2 separate regions of the Xenopus laevis genome follow, and region 2 is linked to region 1. The links are chromatin contacts, called in public Hi-C maps. All regions are on one chromosome and are shown on one strand. The core of a region is the stretch at or near the end of the contact, and the rest is flanking DNA. Distances in the headings are between cores, read along the strand shown. Region 1 has its middle 56 kb from the start of scoc.S. Region 2 overlaps maml3.S (mastermind-like protein 3).

The links. Hi-C and Micro-C count contacts between places; a contact is called where the count stands out from the background.
Region 2: a Hi-C map of the XL177 cell line shows a contact between it and region 1, with 4 times the contacts expected there. The contact joins two enhancer-like sites. A contact is called at or near these places in 2 of 4 Hi-C or Micro-C datasets (the XL177 cell line and the XTC cell line).

Annotation. Positions count from the first base shown.
Region 1 is chr1S:49,184,454-49,188,894 of Xenopus_laevis_v10.1, reverse strand. No RefSeq gene overlaps it. Among protein-coding and RNA genes, the nearest start is that of scoc.S, 56 kb to the right of the region's middle. Within about 2 kb of position 3,079, at least 1 of the 7 cell types and tissues checked has an H3K27ac peak or open chromatin away from gene starts, as enhancers often do.
Region 2 is chr1S:49,439,513-49,444,232 of Xenopus_laevis_v10.1, reverse strand. All of the region lies in intron 2 of maml3.S (mastermind-like protein 3), which reads right to left. Among protein-coding and RNA genes, the nearest start is that of mgst2.S, 50 kb to the left of the region's middle. Within about 2 kb of position 1,337, at least 1 of the 7 cell types and tissues checked has an H3K27ac peak or open chromatin away from gene starts, as enhancers often do.

The DNA.
Region 1 (4,441 bases), core at 1,830-4,329:
CTTATTTCTGCAAAAAACGGCCAAACTTATGTATTTGTAGCACCCCCACACCTGTCCCTTTAGTGGTGGACTCATGTTTTTAAAAATGGGTGTTGGCGATCTCTTTCCTACAAATTGTACATTGGGGGAGGATCAGTCTATGAGACGGTTTCCCAAGAAATGCAACCAAGCAGTTTTCTAAAAAGATAGTCCCGCAGCTGTTTCTCTTTACAAAACAAAACGTTTGGCATCACATCCAAATGCAGAAAAATGTTGTTGTATATGGTTTTATTTCATTCCCTAAAGTAAAGATTTATATACAATAATAGAAAACTGACTGCTATCTGCATCCGCACTTCTGTATAAATACTACAGATTTTCTTGCAAATATAATATAAAAACTGCAAATTGTTCCATTTATTAAGCGTCTTCTTCTGCTTACCTTTTCCCTTGGGGCAATCAAATATGTTTTCATTTCTGCTGAAAAATAAAAGAACCCGTCAAATAAAATATGTCCTATGTAGCTTTGTGCGAGAGTTACATAAAACTTCAGAACCGTTTAATCAATTATTGCTCAGTTATTCTGCGGTAACTTCCTTGTTTAGACACAAGAGTTTTTTCAGAGAGACTTCTCCAGTGGGCTCTGAGTCCCTCTGTATTCCTGTGCATTTTAATACACTGGAAGAGGGCTCCCTTTAGCCCAGCAAAATTGTTAATTAATATTCATATTTCCACTGCTTTGCTAGAGAAACAGGGCAGATTTGCTCATGATTAGCTTTGAGCAATCCAGTAATTACTTCAGATTCCCAATATTATTTCATATTCTCAATAAATTATATCTAAAGTGTATATATATATCTGCATGCATATATCTGCAACATTCCGGTAGCATTCCAGTTTACAACCCTTTCTGGGCTGATGCAGTCATTCACAGTATTGCTTTCCCCATCAGTCTCAGATCCCCAGTTGGGGAAATAATTTTGGGGCAATATGAGCCATTTATCAAGTTTCATCAGGTCTGTATATTTGCAAAGTTATGTGTTCATGATTTTATTTTCTCTCCCTTTTGTCCTGTGTTTTATGACATGTCAAAATGAAGAGATTTCAGATCATGAGAAGCAACTATATTGTAATAAACATAATAACAACATTTTCCCAATGCTGATCTCGTTGACTAAATTGGGTATTTGGGTATATGCTTTCCAGGCATAAGCAAACACTTTATTTTCATGATAGCACTCCTTTAGAAAAAAAAATATTACCTGTATTGCTACTAATTATGTCTGGTCATTTAATACATAGTTCATGCCTTCCAAACTGGAATACCATTAGAAAAAATTGGGTCACACGTCAGCAGATCAGTGCAGTCAGTCAGAAACACCAAGTTGCTTTTATAAGGACTCAATATAGACCACTTGAAGCAGTTCTCACTTCCAACCACCATGTCTATTAAAGCTTAAATCAAGTATCAGTATCAGTATAAACTGCCAGAATTGGCCAAATCATGAAACAATGTAAGTCTGTTTATGGCCATCTTAAATCTTAACTGCAACCCTCCCAAATGTAAAGCTTCCAAATGATTTACAGCAGGGGTGTCCAACATGTGGCCCGAGGGCCTCATGTGGCCCAGGATGGATATGAATGCAGCCCAGCTTGAAACGCTCAGTTCCCAAGGAAATGTCATAATAATATAATAATAAGTCTATTTAATATCCAGGTGTCCCATATTCCAATGTATAGCTCCATCTGGTTATCCAACTGGTATTGTAGTTCTTTTCTGAGTATTCTTTACTTTTACAAATCAAAAGTGTTTGTGCATTTCATGTGTGGCCCCAGACAATTTTTATTTTTGCAATGTGGCCCAGGAAAGCAAAAGGTTGGACACCCCTGATTTACAGATTTATTGGTCACAGGTATCATCAGCACACATCAATTCCTATGGGAAGGAGAGTGGCTGGGGATGGTAAAGCAGACCCCACGATAACTGCCTACTATTGGGTAGCTAGTAAGCACAGGACTCAGGGAAGGGAACTGGTGGTGGAAGAGTGGGACACTTATTTGCCCCTCATAAATACAGTGCTTGGGATTTGTGGATGGGTCTCCCACACATGGGGCAGGGAGCAAAGTGAGAAAACCAAAGCGGCTTTCTCTAGTTTTTTGCACTTTGAACCTTGCACCCTTCTTGGTATCACAAGGGAGCACTTTAAAACCTGAAATAACTCTCCCTATGCTATTTTACAGTAGGCTTGATCATATCCTATACTTACCCATGTATATTAAGAAGCAGAATACATATAATTGTTCTTCATGATTTAGTTCTTCCACCACATTGAAGTAGTCAGTATAATATTCATGGTTCTACAGAAGGATAATCAGGGCTTGCCCCTCTGAGCAAACACACAGAATATGCTCCTTCCTCTAAGCAGTCTTTTTCTAAATGAGATCAGTGATTTATTAGTCGTTTGCTTTGTGTTCCTCCACCCACTTGTGCCAGTAATGCTATAATGCAACAAATAATTGCTGCTCATCCGCAAACAATAAGACTGATGAAAATTATGTTAACATGGCGATATATTATGTAAAATGTCTGTTTTCAGAGCGATAAACTCCTGACATCTAGCTATCGACTTGCAAAGAGTGAGAGAGGATAGCATTTTGCAGAAGTGTCCAAGTTTAAACAAGAAGGATTGTAGGATGCCTGGAAGCCTTATAATAACATCTAAGGATAAAGGATTTTTCGGACTGTTATTAACAGGAAATAAATGAGGCTCTCCCACTTCAGACTTGGGATTCTCTGCCAGCAGCAGCACTGTGCTGACATTGTCCTGAAAGGGTTACATCTCACAGTACAATGAGTTGCAGAATGCTCTCTGTGACTTTCCTTTATTATATGTATTATTATCTTCCCTAAGGTCACATGATATTGTCCCAGGGGATGTGGAGAGACACTCACATGGCATTGCAGGCCTTTCCACCTTTTCTTTTGTCTGTTTCCTGCCTTACAAAGAAAAAAAAAGACCCTATCATTTCCTTGCAGACAGGCAGACTGGCTGGAAAAATGCACACAGTTCAGATGAAGACGAATTCCCTTCTAGCCGAGGTGGAGAAAAGGGGGAGGGAAGGAAGGTGGTTCCCTTCTTGTCTTCTCTAGTTGATTCCCTCGATCCTATTCAGTGTAAATGTTCATTTCTCATTAACTCTATCAAGATATAAGCAATTTGCAAATTCTGTAATGCAGCTGAGCTTCTACCATGGTAAAGTACATATTTTTACAGAAAAAGAGCATTGATGAATGAATATTTTCTGGCCCTACATTTCACCAGTCATTCATACTTTACAATTGCATAAGCCATTATACTCATGTCAGTATAAACCTCAAAGGGTTGTCCCAACTAGTTACCCTCAATCATACGTCTCATAGGCTCCCTGCTTGTTTGCTTCACTTGGAATAAGGTTTCTCTTAGCCAATGCATTGGTCTTAAAGGTTAGTGCTCTCCTATTTTATATTGCCGTTTAGACTTGCTAATTGTTATATATATACAGTATATGTATTTCGTATATCGGCATATGTTATTCTGCCTTGAGAACCATATTTGTCTGAGTGAGTGTGGGCAACATACACAGAAACAGTGGCTTCAGTGCCAGGAAATATCATGTTTGCTTGGATATGCCAATCAATTCATTTTGACTGCAACATCTCTTGTATAATACTGTATATTAGAACTCACGACGGAGCTGCATGATTTTATAAAGGCACAAGGTTGCAGGCCAAGTCATTTTAAACTGGTCAGGGAACTCAGAGTTCTCTTCTTGAATTCTCATAATTTATATTCTTTTTCTAAGGCCTCATGTGACATGTGATATCACTAAGCACAGATTATGTTAATGATATCACCAAGCGCCCTTTATAAGGGTATATTTTTTAGGTTATGTATGGCTCTTGTGCATGATAATATTCTGAATACAAAATATGTATTTTAAAATGACCAGTTTCTAATAAATATAATGGTACAATTCAGGGTAGTCAAAAGAGACTCCTGCAGCTACAGTAAAAAGCTGATGGTGTATGCCATGGTGTGACCAGCCTGGTGTAAATTCAGATTTTCCTGCTTGCTGCTGATATTTGTTTGTAGCAAGCTGCTTCTGTTTCAGTGCAGAGTTTCATTCTTTCCCATATGGTGTGCCATTTTCCTCTGACCTGTCTAACCCTGGCTATTAGTATATCACATCTCCCTTCCTCTAGGATAGATCTCTCTTTATGGTTTGTTTGGCCTGTATTTCCCCCCCCCCCACCCTATGTACACAAGATGCTGATCGTAAACAGAAGGCTAAAAGGAAGATCCTGCAGCTTTTTATATATTGATTTTTCTGATGATTGGGGAGGAGAATTGTGGTTTCCCATCCCATCTCATTCTACTTGTCCAGCTGCTAAACAGCCGGGGGTGGTGACCTGCCTCTTTTT
Region 2 (4,720 bases), core at 88-2,587, 260 kb before region 1:
CATTTACTTCTCTTCATTCTCTCTTCATGCAGCAGTTGGGTGTCAGATATTCATTGACAGTTAGATCCAATATATCTTATAGGGGGGGGGCTTTCTTTCCTAGCAGATGTATTTGAGTTCACTCAAATAACTGATTTCAGTACAAACACAATCTAACAAAAATAACTGCCTTTTGCACACATTCTACATGTAGAGAGACAGGATTTCTGGTGATTTTTAATAGAGTGAGGTCTAATTCATAATACATATATATCCTATAAGATATATTGGGTACAGAAAAAAAAGGTCAAAGGGCAGCATGGTGGCTCAGTGGGTAGGACTGCTGGCTCGCTTCACTGGGGACACAAAAATCACCAGCACACTCTGGCCTTTAAAACTTGTGTTCCACCTTGTGTCTTGTGAGGAATTGGCACCCTCCAATCCATAGAAAATGGAACAGAAACCAGCATTTCAAGGATATCACAAGTGGTATAAACCCTTCATGTTTATTAGATGGGAACGGATGTCAGACGAAGTTTGCCCTGAAATGTTACTGAAATGTCACTTGCATCTAATAAACATACAGGGTTTATCCTAATTATAATAGCCTTGTTGTGCTGATTCCCATTCAATTTGCAGGGATCCTGAGTTTGGTTCCAGCCTGAGTGTTGAATTTTGTATGTTCCTCTCTCCAAAAACATATAAGAAGGTTACTTGACTCCTAATAAACTGGTCCCACTGAGTGTGAATGTGATAGGGACCTTAGACTGTAAGCTTCACAGAGGCAGTGAATGATGCTGTGGATGTGTGTCAGCTTTTTATAAATACCAGTAAAATAAAAGGCATCCTATAGCTTTGGTGACCACAAAAGGTTTTGCTGTAGGGCCCCACTCCAACCCACAAAGGAAGGTGGCAAGTCATGCAAATACCATAGACCACACGTTGCCTTACTCTACACACAGAGATTTAAATATTTAAAGCTGTTATTGCCAGAAAAATAATACCAGTCTTGGGTTGCACTTAAAGCCTTTTATGGGTTGATTAGAATTACTCCCATCGGAAATGCCAATGATCCTCTGCATTTTTTTTTACTTTCTATTTTGATTGAACTGTACAGTTAAATATTTTACAGAAGTAATGAAATAAGTAAGGATTTGGATTAATATTTGGTAGCTTTATAATAAATATAGTCCACCATTCTGTAATGGCATGTGGAACTGTTCTTTGCTGTTGCCTAGGGTGGCAGTCAGTGAGTGTGAGTTTTTGTACAGGATGCAGCTGGAATACAGGCAGCTCAAGTGAAACACATGTTCTGCGCTGTTCACATGTACACACCGACCACCGGATACATATCCCTGCCAGACAGATGGCTGGCTCCGAAATTCAAACCTCATTTGTCCGGCTATTGGGATGCTGTGTGACATACAGCCCCTAGGGCTGGGGGCCTGTCAAGCAATATAGGCCAAATTTAGGACTGCTGCTATCAGCCATTATTACTGTAAGCCTGTGAATGGGAACACTGGTGGCTGTGATATCTTTCCGACTAACAAAGATGTAAAAACACTGCTGTACAATGGTGCTATACTTCTTTGGGGAGTATTCTTTGTACAGTCTAATGAAAATATTGCCACCATCCCTGATGATTTATCTGTCTGATTGCAAAAACCTTTGTAGCCAACGGCTGATTTTATCAGAAATAACAATGTGGCGCTGATATTCATGTAGACTAATTAATATCCAATTAGTTTCCATATTTCGCTTATGAGACAAACATGCTCTGAGTATTTAAAGGACAACTCCAACTAAAAAGTGTTTTGTATTGCAGTTTGTATTATCTTATATTGAAGAATAAGTACAGTAGGTGCATGAATGGAAACGCTCAACTTATTCAAATGGGGGTCCCATTCCCGAAAAAATTACAGTGTAGTTATTTATTAAAGGAAAACTAAACTCCCTGATCAATTTAGGTCTCTAGAAACACATACAGCTCATGTGTAAAACCCTGCTTCATGTAAATAAACCATTTTCATAATAATATACTTTTTTAGTAGTATGTGCCATTGGGTAATCCTAAATAGAAAATTGCCATTTTAAAAAATAAGGGCCACCCCCTGGGATCGTAGGATTCACTGTGCACACAAACAAACCAACAAACCATACATGTAAGGTCACATGAGCCAATTAACAGAGTTCTGTCTTTTGCCTCCACACTTCTTCCTGTTACAGTTAGAGTTGATGTATTTCTGGTCAGGTGATCTCTGAGGCAGCACACAGACCATCAGAAAATGGTGGCTCAAGGCAAGAGATGTAAAATGGCAATATTTACTTAAATATATATACCAGTTTGGTAAGATTCCTTATAATGCCACCTAATTTGATATAAACTGTTGCTTAAATATTCATTTCGGGGTAACATTTTCCTTTAAGTCATAATGTATTTTATTTTAGAAATATAACTAGCTGGAGCACCTATTTTTTTTTTTTTTAACAAACAGAATGATATACAGAAGTGGAATTCTCGGGAGCCAAGGAGTAGGATTTTGATAGGATCTTCACTTCATTGAGATTGTCTCAGCAGCAGGGGCCCTCAGCACACATTTTATGACATTAATAGATAGTAGATGGAGTTACACAGGCAGCCAATTATATGTCTGCAGATTAGGAATTATATGGAAAAATCAGACCGCATTCTGCATGATGTATAGATTCTGTATTTATATTATACTCTCTTTTTAATATTCCTGACTGTAACTTATGATAGGTTTTGTCTGTACTGTTCTATATATAATGGGAGAAAATACATATGTCTTATTTGTAAGTAATTTGTATGTTTTAAAAGCCCTTTATGTCTCTGTAATAAACAAATAATTTGTAATATATATTAATATAAATAATGCTTAGTGATGTCTGCGGGTTTAATGAATGCGTGTTCAGTGGTTACTTTTTTATCACTCTTGGTATCTAAGAAATATTTGAAGCCACATCTAGCTTCATTACTTGTGGAAAAACACAAGCCTTTAAATACTTATGGAACTGTACTGTGTATTTAACAATAGGGGGTACATTAGTTTCTATTGAGGCAATGTAATAAATTATGCAAGGTTTTCTACAGGTCTAGTAATCCATAGTACCCAATGGGCTGATTTATTTTAACATATCTGACAAGAAGGGCAGATTGATGGGCTGTGGGTTACTAGAACTATACAGATACAAGCCGTAGTACACTTTGCACCTTTTATTACACTATACCTAATATAGTTATTGGATCCATTATCTGGAAACCTGTTATCCAGAAGGCTAAGAATTATGGAAAGGTTGTCTCACGTAGGTGCCATTATAATAAAATAATCCAAATTTTTAAAAATGATTTCCTTTTTCTCCATAATAATAAAACAGAACCTTGTAGTTCAGGCATGTCCAAAGTGCGGCACGGGGGCCAAATGCGGCCCGTCTTCAAATTTAGACCGGCCCTCAGCCTCCATCATGAAATTAAATGCGGCCCACCAGCACAGTGCAATCAGGAACCGAGTAGCCGTAGCAGTAATATTTGGGCACATTAATGAAATGATCTGCCACTTGGTCTATACTGCTGCCTGTGTGCTGAAGGTGTTAGTAATAGACACGTACTGGCAAGTAGTGATGCACCGCTTCACATACTTCTTTAGGGCTGAAGGTGTCAATAGATGTACTGACGTGCCAGTACAGTAAACTACATGCCAGTACGTGTCTATTGCCTAACACCTTCAGCACACAGGCAGCAGTATAGACCAAGTGGCAGATCATTTCATTAATGTGCCCAAATATTACTGCTACGGTTACGATTCCTTGTTTAAATGATGTTAATGGTTCAAAGAATGTCAGGCTGAATGGTCGGCCCCCACACATTTTCACCTCACCAAATCTGGCCAAAAAGTTTGGACACCCCTGTTGTAGTTAATCCAAACTAAGATATAATTAATCCTTATTGGAATCATAACCAGCTTTATTTAATGCTTACATGATTTTCTAGTAGATAGTGATGGGTGAATTTATTCACCAGGCGCGACTTCGCTGCGAATTTGTGCGGTTCCGGCGCGGGAGTCACTTCTGTCGCCGGTGTCAAAATCGATGTTTCGCAAACTTTTCGGCAGTTTAGGGAATTTCGTTGGAAATTTCCAAAATTCGTGGCGAAGCAAAACGGGACAAATTTACCCATCACTACTAGTAGAGTTAAGGTATGAAGATCCAAATTATGGAAGAATCTATTATCCAGAAAACCCCAGGTCCTGAGCATTCTGGATAACAGGTCCCATATCTGTATGTATGTAAGAGAGCATTGTGATTGATTGACTTTGTCCCCTCCCTCTGTAGTGGCTAAAGCCAGGGGTGTAACTACTAGGGTTGCCACCTTTTGCCAAAAAAAATTCCGGCTGGTGGGGGCGGGTACACAAAGGGGGCATGGCGTGACATCAAAGGGGGCGGGGTTGTGCCACAAAGGGGTGGGGCCACAGCACGGCCAGGACAAGAACCGAAGGACAAGGTAAGTTTACAGGGGATTGGGGGCTGGCCGAGGGGGTCTTTTTAAGGGTATTACAAATTTCCCGGCAGCTACATTACCGGTAAATTTGTAATACCGGCCCCGGCCTTGGCAGGTGTTTTACCGTGGCAACCCTAGTAACTACAGAGGAAGCAGACCTTGCAGCTGCAGGCGGGCACAGAAGGTATAGGGGCCCCACGAGGCTCTAAATAATAAGCAATTTCA